Regions from separate parts of the Mus musculus genome. Here region 1 is linked to region 2. The links are chromatin contacts, called in public Hi-C maps. All regions are on one chromosome and are shown on one strand. The core of a region is the stretch at or near the end of the contact, and the rest is flanking DNA. Distances in the headings are between cores, read along the strand shown. Region 1 overlaps Prodh (proline dehydrogenase). Region 2 holds the start of Dgcr2 (DiGeorge syndrome critical region gene 2).

Region 1 (6,398 bases), core at 2,641-5,140, 190 kb after region 2:
GAAGATGCTCTAGGACCCAGGTCATTTTCTAAGAAGTCCTGTGTCCAGGCTACCTATACCCGGGGGAATCCCAGCTTGCTATCAGCTTCTGTTGAGTAATTCGAGAAAGTAGTTCCCTCGACACTGTCGCGCCCTTGACCCATCCTTCCTGGGAAATGACCAGGAATAGAAGCCACTGGGGCTCAGGTGAGACTGTGACTACACCAGGGTAGATGTCAGCTCTTACCCAGACACTCCCAGCGTCTCTGGCGTGAACCACCCTTCAATCTCAGCCCTGGATGCGATGCCCATCTTTGCGATGCTGTCCTTGAGACATGAGAAAGAGTCAGTACTGCTGTCTCTCCACTGGCACTCGCCCCACCACAGGCCTATCTGACAGTATCACATCATCTAGGACAGCAGGACTCGTTCTGGGCCCCCATTTCTATTCCATCTTTGCTGTTTCCCACATCAGCCAGGGGAAGGGGAAGGGCCGCTCACCTGGAGCACCGCCACCTCCAGCTTTGTGTCTACAGCAGCACGCCCAGCCTGTCCCTGCTCTGCAGCCATTTGATGGAAGAACCGTCTCCACCTGGTCAGCACGTCTGAGAACTGCAGCTGCCAGTGCAGGTGTGAGCCTCATTGCAGTGTTCGCCCAGCTCCTCCATCCAGCCCTGGGACAGCCTCTGTAGCCCCAGCTCACAGCTGCCCACACATGAGCACATCTGCAGTCTCTCAGTGCACATGGAAGCCCTAAGATCTGCAGAGCTTCTGCAGATCAAATGCGCCACCACTTACCAGAAACTGTGGTCTCCCCAGTGCAGTGAGCTTAATGGCTGAGAAACCACCATCACTGGCTCCACCTATCAGAATCCAAAGAAAGAGCCACGAGTGTCTGAGGAGAGGGATGGCTGAGTTAGGGAGGGCCACGTGCCGCTAACAGCTGCCTGGTCTTTAAAAACAGCCCAGTAGCCCAGTCCCCTAAATGCCCTTCCACATGGGGAGGGCTGATGAAACACCCTTTGTATGCAAGAAGACACCAGGCAAAGAAGTCAGAGATCTGCACACTGCTGGTGGTCTCTTAATGCCTTCCACACCATAGCCATCCATGTATGGGCCACAGAACACAGAAATGACAACTGGAGTAGGGGCTGGGGCACACAACCCCAGAGAGAGCAGTCAGGAACAAGCAGATGCCCCGCATCAAAATGCCAATGAGCTGCCTACACAAGCCCAAGGCTCCACCTAGCAGGGGCCCCACCTGAGGCCTTGATGCACTGCAGTAAGTTCTCCATGTAGTTGTCACACTTGGCTTCATTGGCATAGAAGTAGGTGCGGGCACTGATGACACCATCTCTGCGGTCTCCAAAGGCGGGGTGCACCTGATACTGCTTCTCCCTCTTATTTGCTCCTGGGAGAGGTAGATGCATGGCCCTATTAGAAATGCCAACCGGGTTCATAGCTTCAACACCCTGCCAGTCCCAGCATACATAAGCCGACAGCCCAGAGCCTATAACCCTCAAGATGGGCTCCAACTAGGCCTTGCTGCGGCTGCTCTCCTGATAGGCACTGATATTCCCCTGGCTAAACCTCATCATAGAACAAACCAGGCCAGGCAAATAGAGCCTCCATCACAAAGGCCTGGACTGTGGTCCAGTGAAGGCCAAGGACGCTGAGTGTGCCTGGACGAGCTCTTAAAAATACAAGGAGCCTGTACCTCACCAGATACATGACAGTACACAAAGCCACAGGAAGCAGCCTCCGGCCTGTCCCTTGCCCAAAGGCTGGCATAGGCCCTAAGCCCAGATGTCTCCATGGCCATCAGACTATGTGCTGAGTGAGGAGAGCACTGGTTCCCAAACTCACCACTGCCATCTCTCTCTGCTTCAGAAGTGCATGACCTGCAGGACAGAGGAGGCAAAGGTCGGTTATGCTCCCTGAGGCCACCAGGAGGCCGCTGAGCATTGGACTTGATCATGAGCTTGAACGAAGGCTGGCTCACATCAGGCATGGCGTGACCACCTGACCCAGGGAGGGGTCATCCCCCCACGAACCTCAGGCATCCTGTGTGTACAGCATTTCTTCCTGGGAAGGTCAGGCAAGGAGAGGAACAGTGGCAGAAGCCACCCTGTACAAAGGACTCATCCAGCCCAGCAACAGTGCCTTCACCCCAACACTATGGTCCCCAGCACAGAATCCTATCTACTCAGGCTTCTTCCACCCAGCCCCTGCTAAGACTCTGAGAACCTCAAGCCAGGGAGTAGTGGCACATGCCTTTAATCTCAGCGCTTGGGAGCAGATCTCTATGAGTTCCAGGACAGCTAAGGCTACACAGAAAGACCTTGTCTTGAAAAACAAAAACCAACAAAGAAGAAAAAACAAACCTCACAGGTTCCCACCACACTTGGAGCATCCAAGTCCTCAAGAGGGCAGAGCAGGATGTGAGGCCCCACAGGAAGGAGAAGTGTTTCTTCCCCAGCATTCTTCCAAGCAAGAAGTGGAGAGGGGGGCGGTAATTGCACCTTCTGGGTCTCACCATCAATGAGCCTTATCCACCAAAGAGCCTCACTACCCCTACAGTAACTCTAGGCTACCAAGCAACAATGCCAAGAAGCCTTGTCCTGGGCCCTCCTCTCCTGTACCAGGGCCTTATCTGGAGACTTTGGGCCAGAAATTATGGTGAGGTTTGGCCATATCCTTGAGTGTTTGGGGCCTCCCACAAGCACCTAAGCCCACAAGGCCACAGCCCAGGGGGCAGAAGCTGAGCAGACAGCTATTGCTCCATTGACCTCATACTGATAACATGTAGCAAGAAAGGAGGATCCAATGTCATTTGGCGACAATGTCCTGAGTCTGTAATAGTCTGTAATAAGGAAGTAGGCAATCCCCATGTGTCACCTTCCCTCAGAGACAGAGAGCCAAGGTCCCTGGAGGGTATGGGTTCCATAAGAGCAGTCCCAGGTACAACCACACAAAAGTCCCCTAAGGGCTACCAGTGCAAAGCTAGGCAGGCACAGTGATTCCCTAAGCAGAAATCCTGTCAAGTCCTCAGTGACCCCTGATGGCAGGGTTGGTTATATAACTCCATAGCCCACAGTGTAGATAACATGTGTTTAACCAGCAGGCATGACTACCAAGTCTGGTCTCCATGCATTCTGTGCCTTCTTCCATTAGCTAGGGACAGGTCTCAGTGTCTGGGTACCTCCCTGCAAGGAACACTCAAGTGGCTGCCCACAAGAGTCTGTGGGGCTGGTCACTCCTGGTCAGGGCGCTGTAAGCTCTTCTCTCTTTGGGGAGGTGACATGTGGGGATTGTCAGGCATCCCTTGACAGACTCAGAGCCTCATCATACAGTGGCATTTCACCCTCTTCTCTGGTAAGGCTACGGTGTAAGACAGGCAGCCTCTTAAGACACAGACAGGCAGAGAGCTGCATCTGCATCCTCACCACTTGCTGGTTGGCATAGGAGGGTGGGTACTGGTAGGTCTGGAAGGGTCTATTTCTGATGCTTCAGAGCCCAAGCAAAGCTCCTGTGGGGCAAACAGCCATGACAAGCTGAACAGCCAACAGAAAGGCACAGACAAGAGGCAGGCAGGCAGTCCGGCAGGCAGTCCGGCAGGCCTACCATTCATTCTCACAGCAAGGCAGTCCCGGGTGAGAGCACTCAGTGCTCACCCTTTCCAGGCCGAGGCTGTGGAATCCATTTGGTTATTCAACAGCAGCCTTGGTAAAGGCTTGCAGCCAACTCCCCAAAGCATCGGTGAGGATCACAAGGGGATACTGGGGCTGGGTCACCCCGCCTTCAGAATGGCCAATCACAAAGCAGGGAGCTGGGCTCCCCAGGCTGAGGCCAGGCCCGAACATTCTGTTCTCAGGGCCAGTGGCCTCACATGACTGCCAAGCCCTCTCCAACTCCTCCTGTTAGTTACCTGGGGAGGAGCCAGGGCAAGCCAAAGGTCTGACACGGACGGACGGCCCTGTTCTAAGCTTCACAGGGGTTGAACAGCTGCAGCCAGAGACTGCGGACCCAAAACCTAAGCGAGGGCCTGTCCGGGAGGGTCACAGGCAGCAGCACTTTGCAAAAAAGGGCTGGTTTTGCTTAGGCCTCCAGTGTGTCAGCTACCACCCCAGAGGGCAGAATGAGGCCACTCTGTCCTGCTGCCAAGAAGGCAGGTCCATGAGCTGTGCGAAAGCTCGCTGCCTGGGGAAGGGCCTTGCAGCAAGTTGGTGCCAGCGGGGGGAACTCCAGGCTGCCTGTCACATGACACGGCTGCCCGCTACAATCCTCTTTACCGTGGTGCCAGGCTGAGCCCAGTCAGCAAGGTTCTATGCCCTGCAGGCACAGCCATCATCAGGTTAGGAAACTGTCTGAGAACTAGCTGGAACCCGCAGGTCCAGTCAGGATTCCTTAGAAAGGCAGATTGTAGTGGGAAGTCAGGGGTCACCAAATGCTTCTGGGAGTGGAAGGTAGCACATGTCCTCAGCCTTAAAAGATGTATGACTACACCACTCTGCCCTTGCAAATTGAAAAGACAATTTGAATTTTATATAGTTTTTATAAAAAATATAGTTCTTGTTTTGATACTTTTCAACCACTCAGAATTCAAAGCTACAGCCTCAAACTGTACAGGACTATGTGGGGAGCGGGATATGGCCAGGGCCAGAGTTTGCAGTTCTATCCCTCAACCCTCCACTGGTGCAGGCCCACAAAAGCACAGCGCTCCTGTCTGCAGGAAGCAAGAATTCCAGGCACAACTCATGAGGGCTGCTGGCAATCAGATCAAAGGCTCTCCCAGTCTTGGCCACCACCTAGCTGAGGCCGAAACCCTGGTGCATTTCAGGGTCACACCTGTGCCTTGCAACACCAGAAAAGCGGGTCTTACTCCATCTCTTTGCGCTCCGCCTCCTCAGGGCTCAGATCTTCCTCCACTCCATAGTCCAGGATAAAGCCAACACCAAAGGCTTTGTTGTGCCGGATCAGAGGCCTGATAGACTCCTGGTCCTCGCCAGCCACAAAATGGCCATAGAAGGTCATCTTCATCAATCTCTCGAACATCCTTTGCCCCAGAAGCTTCCTGGCAACTTGGAACAACTGAAAAGCAAAGGGAAGCAGCTATGTGGCCGCCTGTCTCCCCATCCCGTGCAACACCTGTACACGGCATGTTATATAGAGACCATCTTAGAACAGGCTGCTTCCACTGTCACAGCCACTGCGAACCAATCCTCCATCCAGGGCAGCACGGGAAGACCAAGGCGCCACTTCTCAAGCTCTTGGAGGCTCTAAGCACATTGTTCCCCTTAAGACTCTTCTCCCAGGGGGCTGGCTCATGAATCACCCCAGGGCCAATCACCCCTTGGTGGGTAAAGGGGGAATCCAGCCAGTCTCCCCAGGGACTGCATTTCTGTGACATTTAGTGGTCATTTGGGGCTGGGGGGTGGGGAAGCAGAGTTAATTCTCTACAGTGATGTCTTTCTCAATGATTTGTTCTCTCAGTCAAACACCAGAATGGGGCTTGCTGTGAGGCCAACCATACACAGCCACTGAGCAGTAGCCACACACTAAGTTCAGATGGCAGGAGAGACGTCTGTCTACCGGACACCATGAAATGGGAGTCCACTTCACAGCCTTGTCCAGGACTGACCAGCTACAGTGCCAGACGTGCCCTGAGGAGCTGCATGCAGCTGGCCACCTTTTCCTTGTCACATGTCACTCCACCTCACATAATGTAAACCCCCGGGGGAAAGGAAAGGAAGCAGACATCAAGAGAGACGCCCAAGGAGAAGAAACAACACATCACTCCTCACATAATGAAGGCAGACTAGCAGGCGGGATCGTGGCCTGGGATGAGGGACATTTGCTAACCTAGACTCAGGAAAGATGGTGCTCAGCAGGGCAGGACGGTGAAGTGTGGAGCAGGGGAAGAAGAGCTACAGCAGTAGGGAATGGCAGGGAGCAGGCACCAGTGCTCAGAAGCAACCCCGCATACACACTGTAGAAACCCGTGCCAACTCCTGCCCACCCAACTCAGCTCCAGAAAGGAAAAGCCTGGGGTTCCTCAAGCCCCATGAACAATGAGCCCTCTTGACGAGGAAACAGTCACAAGTCAGACACCTTGGCCAGCATGGCCCTGCCACAGGATGACGGGCTCCAAGGAAGTGCCTGTTGACAACACTTACATGCAGTCTCCATGCAGATCTAGATCTGATTTAAAAACAAACAAATCCATCCTGATATTCTTTCCACGGGAGGGGGCATACTAGGGAATGGCCACCTATGAGACAAGTCACCACTTCAAATCCATCTTGATGTCACTGCCTGAGCTCAGGGCAGCACTGCCTCCTATCCAGGTGAGCAGGTCCTTTGAACAAGTGTGCTGACACACCAGTAACTCAGCATTTGAGAGGCTGAATTACAGAGGA
Region 2 (5,788 bases), core at 2,430-4,929:
TAGAAGAATGCAAATTGATCCATTCTTATCTCCTTGTACAAAGCTCATGTCTAAGTGGATCAAAGACCTCCAAATACGATCAGAGACACTGAAATTAATAGAGGAGAAAATAGGGGAAAGCCTGGAAGATATGGGCACAGGGGAAAAATTCCTAAACAGAACAGCAATGTCGTGTGCTGTAAGATCGAGAACTGACAAATGGTACCTCATAAAATTGCAAAGCTTCTGTAAGTCAAAAGACACTGTCAATAAGACAAAAAGGCTACCAACAGATTGGGAAAGGATTTTTACCAATCCTAAATCTGATAGGGGACTGATATCCAATATACAAATATACAAAGAGCTCAAGAAGCTGGACTCCAGAAATTCAAATAACCCCATTAAAAAATGGGGTACAGAGCTAAACAAAGAATTCTCAACTGAGGAATACCGAATGGCTGAGAAGCACCTGAAAAAAATGTTCAACATCCTTAATCATCAGGGAAATGCAAATCAAAACACCCTTGAGATTCCACCTCACACCAGTCAGAATGGCTAAGATCAAAAATTCAGTTGACAGCAGATGCTGGCGAGGATGTGGAGAAAGAGGAACACTCCTCAATTGTTGGTGGGATTGCAAGCTTGTACAACCACTCTGGAAATCAGTCTGGCGATTCCTCAGAAAATTGGACATAGTACTATCGGAAGATCCAGCAATATCTCTCCTGGGCATATACCCAGAAAAAGTTCCAACTGGTAATAAGGACACATGCTCCACTATGTTCATAGCAGCCTTATTTATAATAGCCAGAAGCTGGAAAGAACCCAGATGTCCCTCAACAGAGGAATGAATACAGAAAACGTGGTACATTTACACAATGGAGTATTATTCTGCTATTAAAAAAAATGAATTTATGAAATTCTTGGACAAATAGATGTATCTGGAGGATATCCTGTGAGGTAACACAATCACAAAAGAATTCATTAGATATGCACTCACTAATAAGTGGATATTAGTCCAGAAACATAGAACACCCAAGATACAATTTAAAAAACACATGAAAGCTAAGAAGAGGGAAGACCAATGGGTGGATACTTCATTCCTCCTTAGAATAGGGAACAAAATACCCATGAAAGGAGTTACAGAGAGAAAGTTTGGAGCTAAGACGAAAGGATGGACTATCCAGAGACTACCCCACCTGGGGATCCATCCCATAATCAGCCACCAAACCCAGACATTATTGCATATGCCAGACAGATTTTGCTGAAGGGACCCTGGTATAGCTGTCTCGTGTGAGGCTATGCCAGTGCCTGGCAAATACAGAAGTGGATGCTCACAGTCATCTATAAGATGGAACACAGGGCCCCCAATGGAGAAGCTAGAGAAAGCACCCAAAGAGCTGAAGGGGTCTGCAACCCTATAGGTGGAACAAAAATATGAACTAACTAGTACCCCCAGAGCTCATGTCTCTAGCTGCATATGTAGCAGAAGATGGCCTAGTCAGCCATCACTGGGAAGAGAGGCCCCTTGGTACTGCAAACTTTATATGCCCCAGTACAGGGGAATGGCAGGGCCAAGAAGAGGGAGTGGGTGGGTAGGGGAGCAGGGCGGAGGGGGGAGGGTATAAGGAACTTTCAGGATAGCATTTGAAATGTATACAACGAAAATATCTAATAAAAAAAAAATCTAACCCAGCAATCCCTGTCTTTGCTGCCCACATCATCAAGGGACATTAGGGTGCTTAGGGTTCTGCAGGACAACTTAAGACAGAACTGTGGGACTGATGCCAAGCTCCAGCCTAGAAAGCCATGGATTCAAGGTCCCATTACTCCCTCCACTGGAGCCTCTTCCACTGTAGGTCCCATTTAGATCGTATGAGGGCTCCCCTGCTGCGCATGTGCACATGGATGGCCTCTGCCATCTTTCTGGGGATGCCCAATACACAGCAATATACTGAAGAATTCATACTTGCTCTCTTCTTCTATACTGAGCACTTCTAAAGAGAGGGTTGTGTGTTCTGCATTCGAATACCTCTATCGTTGGGCAGGCAGCAAGAACTCACATGTCCTTTCTGAAATGCTCTCAGCCAGCTGGCAGGATATAGGAACAGACTGGCAAGGGGCATTGGACCTCACCTGCAAAACTGGACCCAACAATCAGAATGGGTTCACTGTATGCAGAAGTATACAAACATGTTTACCAATATGTAAAAGGTAAGAACCCACAAACCCTTTAGCCTGACAAGAGAATCATATCCACAAGGGTTCCTAGCGGGCTACTTTACAACCAGTCAGTTCACTATGCAGAGCAGCTGGCTTTTCCCTTCCTGGAGCCCAGGGAAACGCTCTGTTCAGTTGAGTGTTGTCTTGGGCTTGGTCACTGAGGCTCTGGCAGACATTTCCACATGGGACAAAAGCACAAAGCCAAGCATTGAAATATGTTGCAGGATGGGAGCTGAGATAGGACACTGCTGAGGGTGCACCCACCTGTTCTGACACCCAGTCATGATGTCACCCATAGAAGACTTGCCTGGGGCATTCCTTCATGGGAACCTTCCTCTGCTAAAAGCATTAAGAGCTCTACTTACCACCGCCCTAGTACAGAGGAGTCTCTGAAAGTTCACAGACAAGACATCCCTGCTGGGATCCCTAAAGGGACAGTGAGGCTGTACTGGTATTCCTGTGCCTGATGGATAAATTGACCTGGCTTTGTTGCGGAAGTAGGGTGCAGTGAAGGTTTTTTTTTGCAGGGGGGGGGGCACAGTTCAGAAGTATCTGAAATAAGCAGAAAAGGGACCTGAGGTTCCCCACCACACAAAACTCCAAGGGAGTATCAAAAGTAGTTAATCACACCACACAAAGCACTAAGTGCCAGGCACCGCTGAAAGGACTCTCCCCTGCACCTGGTACTCAGTTTACTCCCAGTACCTCCTTTGGGCAGGGCTGGACTTCTGTGATAAAGCGTTTCACTAAGTGGCAATGAGCAACCAGACATCGCTGTCCAGGGCTGAAACGCTGGCACTAGGCCACAATTGGGCGGACACTTGGGGCACCAGGTGCCTCCACAAGCTGCTTCCAAGACTTCCACTCAGCCAAGCAGAAGGGTGCGCCCGAGACGCAGCTCCTGGCCAGTGGGTCCCAGAGCACGCGGCGCTCGGTGGACCTGGGTCTAAAGGCAACATCCTCGAGGCTCCGAACCCTGGTACACTCCAATTTGTGCCAGGGCAGGGGACGCCCAGAGGCCCGCGGCCAGGCCTCGCCTGTGCCGGGCCGAGGAGCAGTAGCCCCCAGCAGCCGCGGGGGAACGGACGTCCGCAGCCCCACCCCCGACCGCGCCCCCACCCTCAGCACCGCGCACCTGGCCGCAGCGGCTCGGTGACAGTGAGAACCAGCAGGAAGAGCAGCAGGAAGGCACCGCTGTCTGCCTTGGGCACCATTTATCCTCCGTTCATCGTCCCCGGGGCAGCCGCGTGACCCCGCGGGGAGGCCGGACCTGGCCGAGAGGAGTGGGTGAAGGCCGGACTCCGACCTGGGGCTGAGGGGCGGCAGGCGAGGGATCCAGCTGGGCCGCGGCAAGAGAACGCCACCGACTCGCGCGCACTCTAGGCCGCAGGAGCGGGATGAGATTCCGGCTCGCGCAAGATGGCGGCCGTCCTGCTCCGGCCCGCGCCACCCCGCCTCCGGCCCGCACTAACCAATGAACGCCGAGCTGGGCGGGGGGTGGGGTGGCGGAGGGAGGTAGGACCCGAGCTCCAGACGCGGGGCGGGGCATGAGCACGAGAGGCCTAGGGAATGAGCGAGTGGGCGGGGCCAAGGGCGGGGCTAGCAGGAAATGAGGCGTGCCATTGGCTGAACCGAGAGGTGGGACGCAGCCTTGGCAGCGAGGTACCAAAAGGGGTCCCTAGTGCTGGTAGGGTCACAAGGACTGACAGTGCTGGCGCCAGGGTCTGGGGTGGGTAGGAGTGGGGAATCCGGGATTAGTGAATTGAGGAGGTATAGCTGGACCTGAACGATCTTTACTCCTGGAGGCCCAGGTCTGTCCCAGTGCCAACATATTCCCTAAAGTGGTCTTCTAAACGCCGAACGGCTGTGAAGAAAGTGAAGAGCTCTAGTGAAAATAAAGGACCAGCAGTCTCTGTGGATCAGGGAATGGCACAAAGAATATCAACAGAGGAGGAAATGGCTTAATGGATGTCAGAATCTAACAGAGAAGCCCAGAGTCTCTGGACCAGATCTGGGGAAGGAGCTGCCTATACAATGGAGAAAAAAAGCCCAGGCAGAGACAGGGCTAAAGCCTGGGAACAAGGCTCCACATGCTAAACTCACACCTGCCTTCATGAACAGCATGAACGTGGAAGGAGAGACAGCAAATGAAAAACCAATCTGTTCAGGGGAAGGAAGTGAAAAGTGGGGAAGGCCAGTCACCTCCAGCATATCTGACTCACTCTTATTGCCCCTCCACCAAAGTCCCAGGATTTCAACCTACGATAGATACATGGAGCCATGAGTGAAAGATGCTAACTTGTTATAGGTAGGTAAAGTCAAGGTCAAGTCGTCAGACATTCCAACTTTACCAGGTCTTGGCCCAAGATGTTGGACATAGGACTTGTCACAACAGATGGGGGGTTCCTTGCTGGCAGAAGCAAGGGTACCTGTCCAGTGCTGCTCTGGGCACTCAGATAGTTTTATGGCACATTCCCAGCACTGAGTACAAGATCCAGGCCTAGCCTTCTGCCCCCATACCCACCCCCACTGCAAATCTGCCCTGGGAGCTCAGCCAGAGCTCTGAGTTGGGCAGGTCCTTTGGAGGGAACTCAGCCAAGTGCAGTCTTCCTGCCAACTGTCCACCTGCAGAGCCGCCGTTAAGAGTCCAGGAAAGGTTTGGAAGAGAAAAGAGCAGGACAGGAAGTGAGAAGTCTGGCTGAGCGGTACAATGAAAGCACAGAGTTAACTCCTTAACCCACCACCACCACTACCACCACTGGGCCAGGAGATAAAGAACCTGAAGTCGGCCCAGGTCTGTCTCAGGGCCCAAAACACATTCAAAAGTGCTCTTTTAAAAGGTGAAGCCCCAGGCTGGTGAGATGGCTCAGCAGGTAAGAATACTAACTATTCTTCCAAAGGTCCTGAGTTCAAATCCCAGCAACCACATGGTGGCTCAAAACTACCTGCAATGAGTACATCTGAAGTCAGCTACAGTGTACTTATAATAATAAATAAATCTTTGGGCCGGAGTGAGCAGCAAGCAGAGGTCCTAAAATTTCAACTCCCAACAACCACATGAAGGCTCACAACCATCTGTACAGCTGCAGTGTACTCATATGCATAAAATAAATAGATAAATCTTTTAAAAAAAAAAGGTGAAGCCCCTTACCTCAGGCTGGAGCCAAGCACAAACGAGTTTGTTCACCTTCAGTATGCTCCAGTACACTGACAGACCTTCCAGGTTCTAAGTCCAAGCACCCCAGGCAATAGCCTCATTTCCCCCTGGGCATTACTCCTTTGTGACTTCACCCACTGAAGTCACCTTCTCAGTGACTTTAAGGGTTACCTGTGTAGACAGAATCAAGAGCTGAAGGGTAGGGTCTCATGAACGCTGGCTTCCTTACCACTGGCCTGTAGAGTCACTGCAGACTGGCGTTTTTTCCTCTAACAAAGGTTACTGTCAGGGTGGCCCTTTCTGTTCCCTACTCTACCATGTGAGTCAGGAGTCTGCTACTACCTTAGGGAACTGCATCACCTACAGAGTTCCCTATATTTTGCTCCAACCTTTCTAAAGCACCCCTTTATCAAGACTTCCTTCTACTAT

Evidence for each region. A called contact is a pair of places that touch in the nucleus more often than the background predicts.
Region 1: a contact with region 2 is called in a Hi-C map of liver, with 2.1 times the contacts expected there. The contact joins the enhancer-like site here to the promoter of Dgcr2 in region 2. A contact is called at or near these places in 1 of 484 Hi-C or Micro-C datasets (liver), 2 of 115 datasets of contacts at active chromatin or transcription factors (hepatocytes and pancreatic cancer cells) and 5 of 9 other capture datasets (adipose tissue, embryonic stem cells, liver and 2 more).

The regions. Positions count from the first base shown.
Region 1 is chr16:18,079,686-18,086,083 of GRCm38.p6, forward strand. It overlaps Prodh (proline dehydrogenase), which reads right to left. Exons shown (of 14, transcript NM_011172.2): 2 at 4,862-5,070; 3 at 1,846-1,880; 4 at 1,241-1,390; 5 at 778-842; 6 at 481-597; 7 at 227-306. Among named protein-coding and RNA genes, the nearest start is that of Prodh, 6.3 kb to the right of the region's middle. Within about 2 kb of position 3,891, at least 73 of the 459 cell types and tissues checked have an H3K27ac peak or open chromatin away from gene starts, as enhancers often do. A contact at or near this core is called in adipose tissue, hepatocytes and liver, where this site is marked.
Region 2 is chr16:17,888,049-17,893,836 of GRCm38.p6, forward strand. Dgcr2 (DiGeorge syndrome critical region gene 2) reads right to left here and starts at 3,680. Exons shown (of 10, transcript NM_010048.3): 1 at 3,338-3,680. The coding sequence starts at 3,416.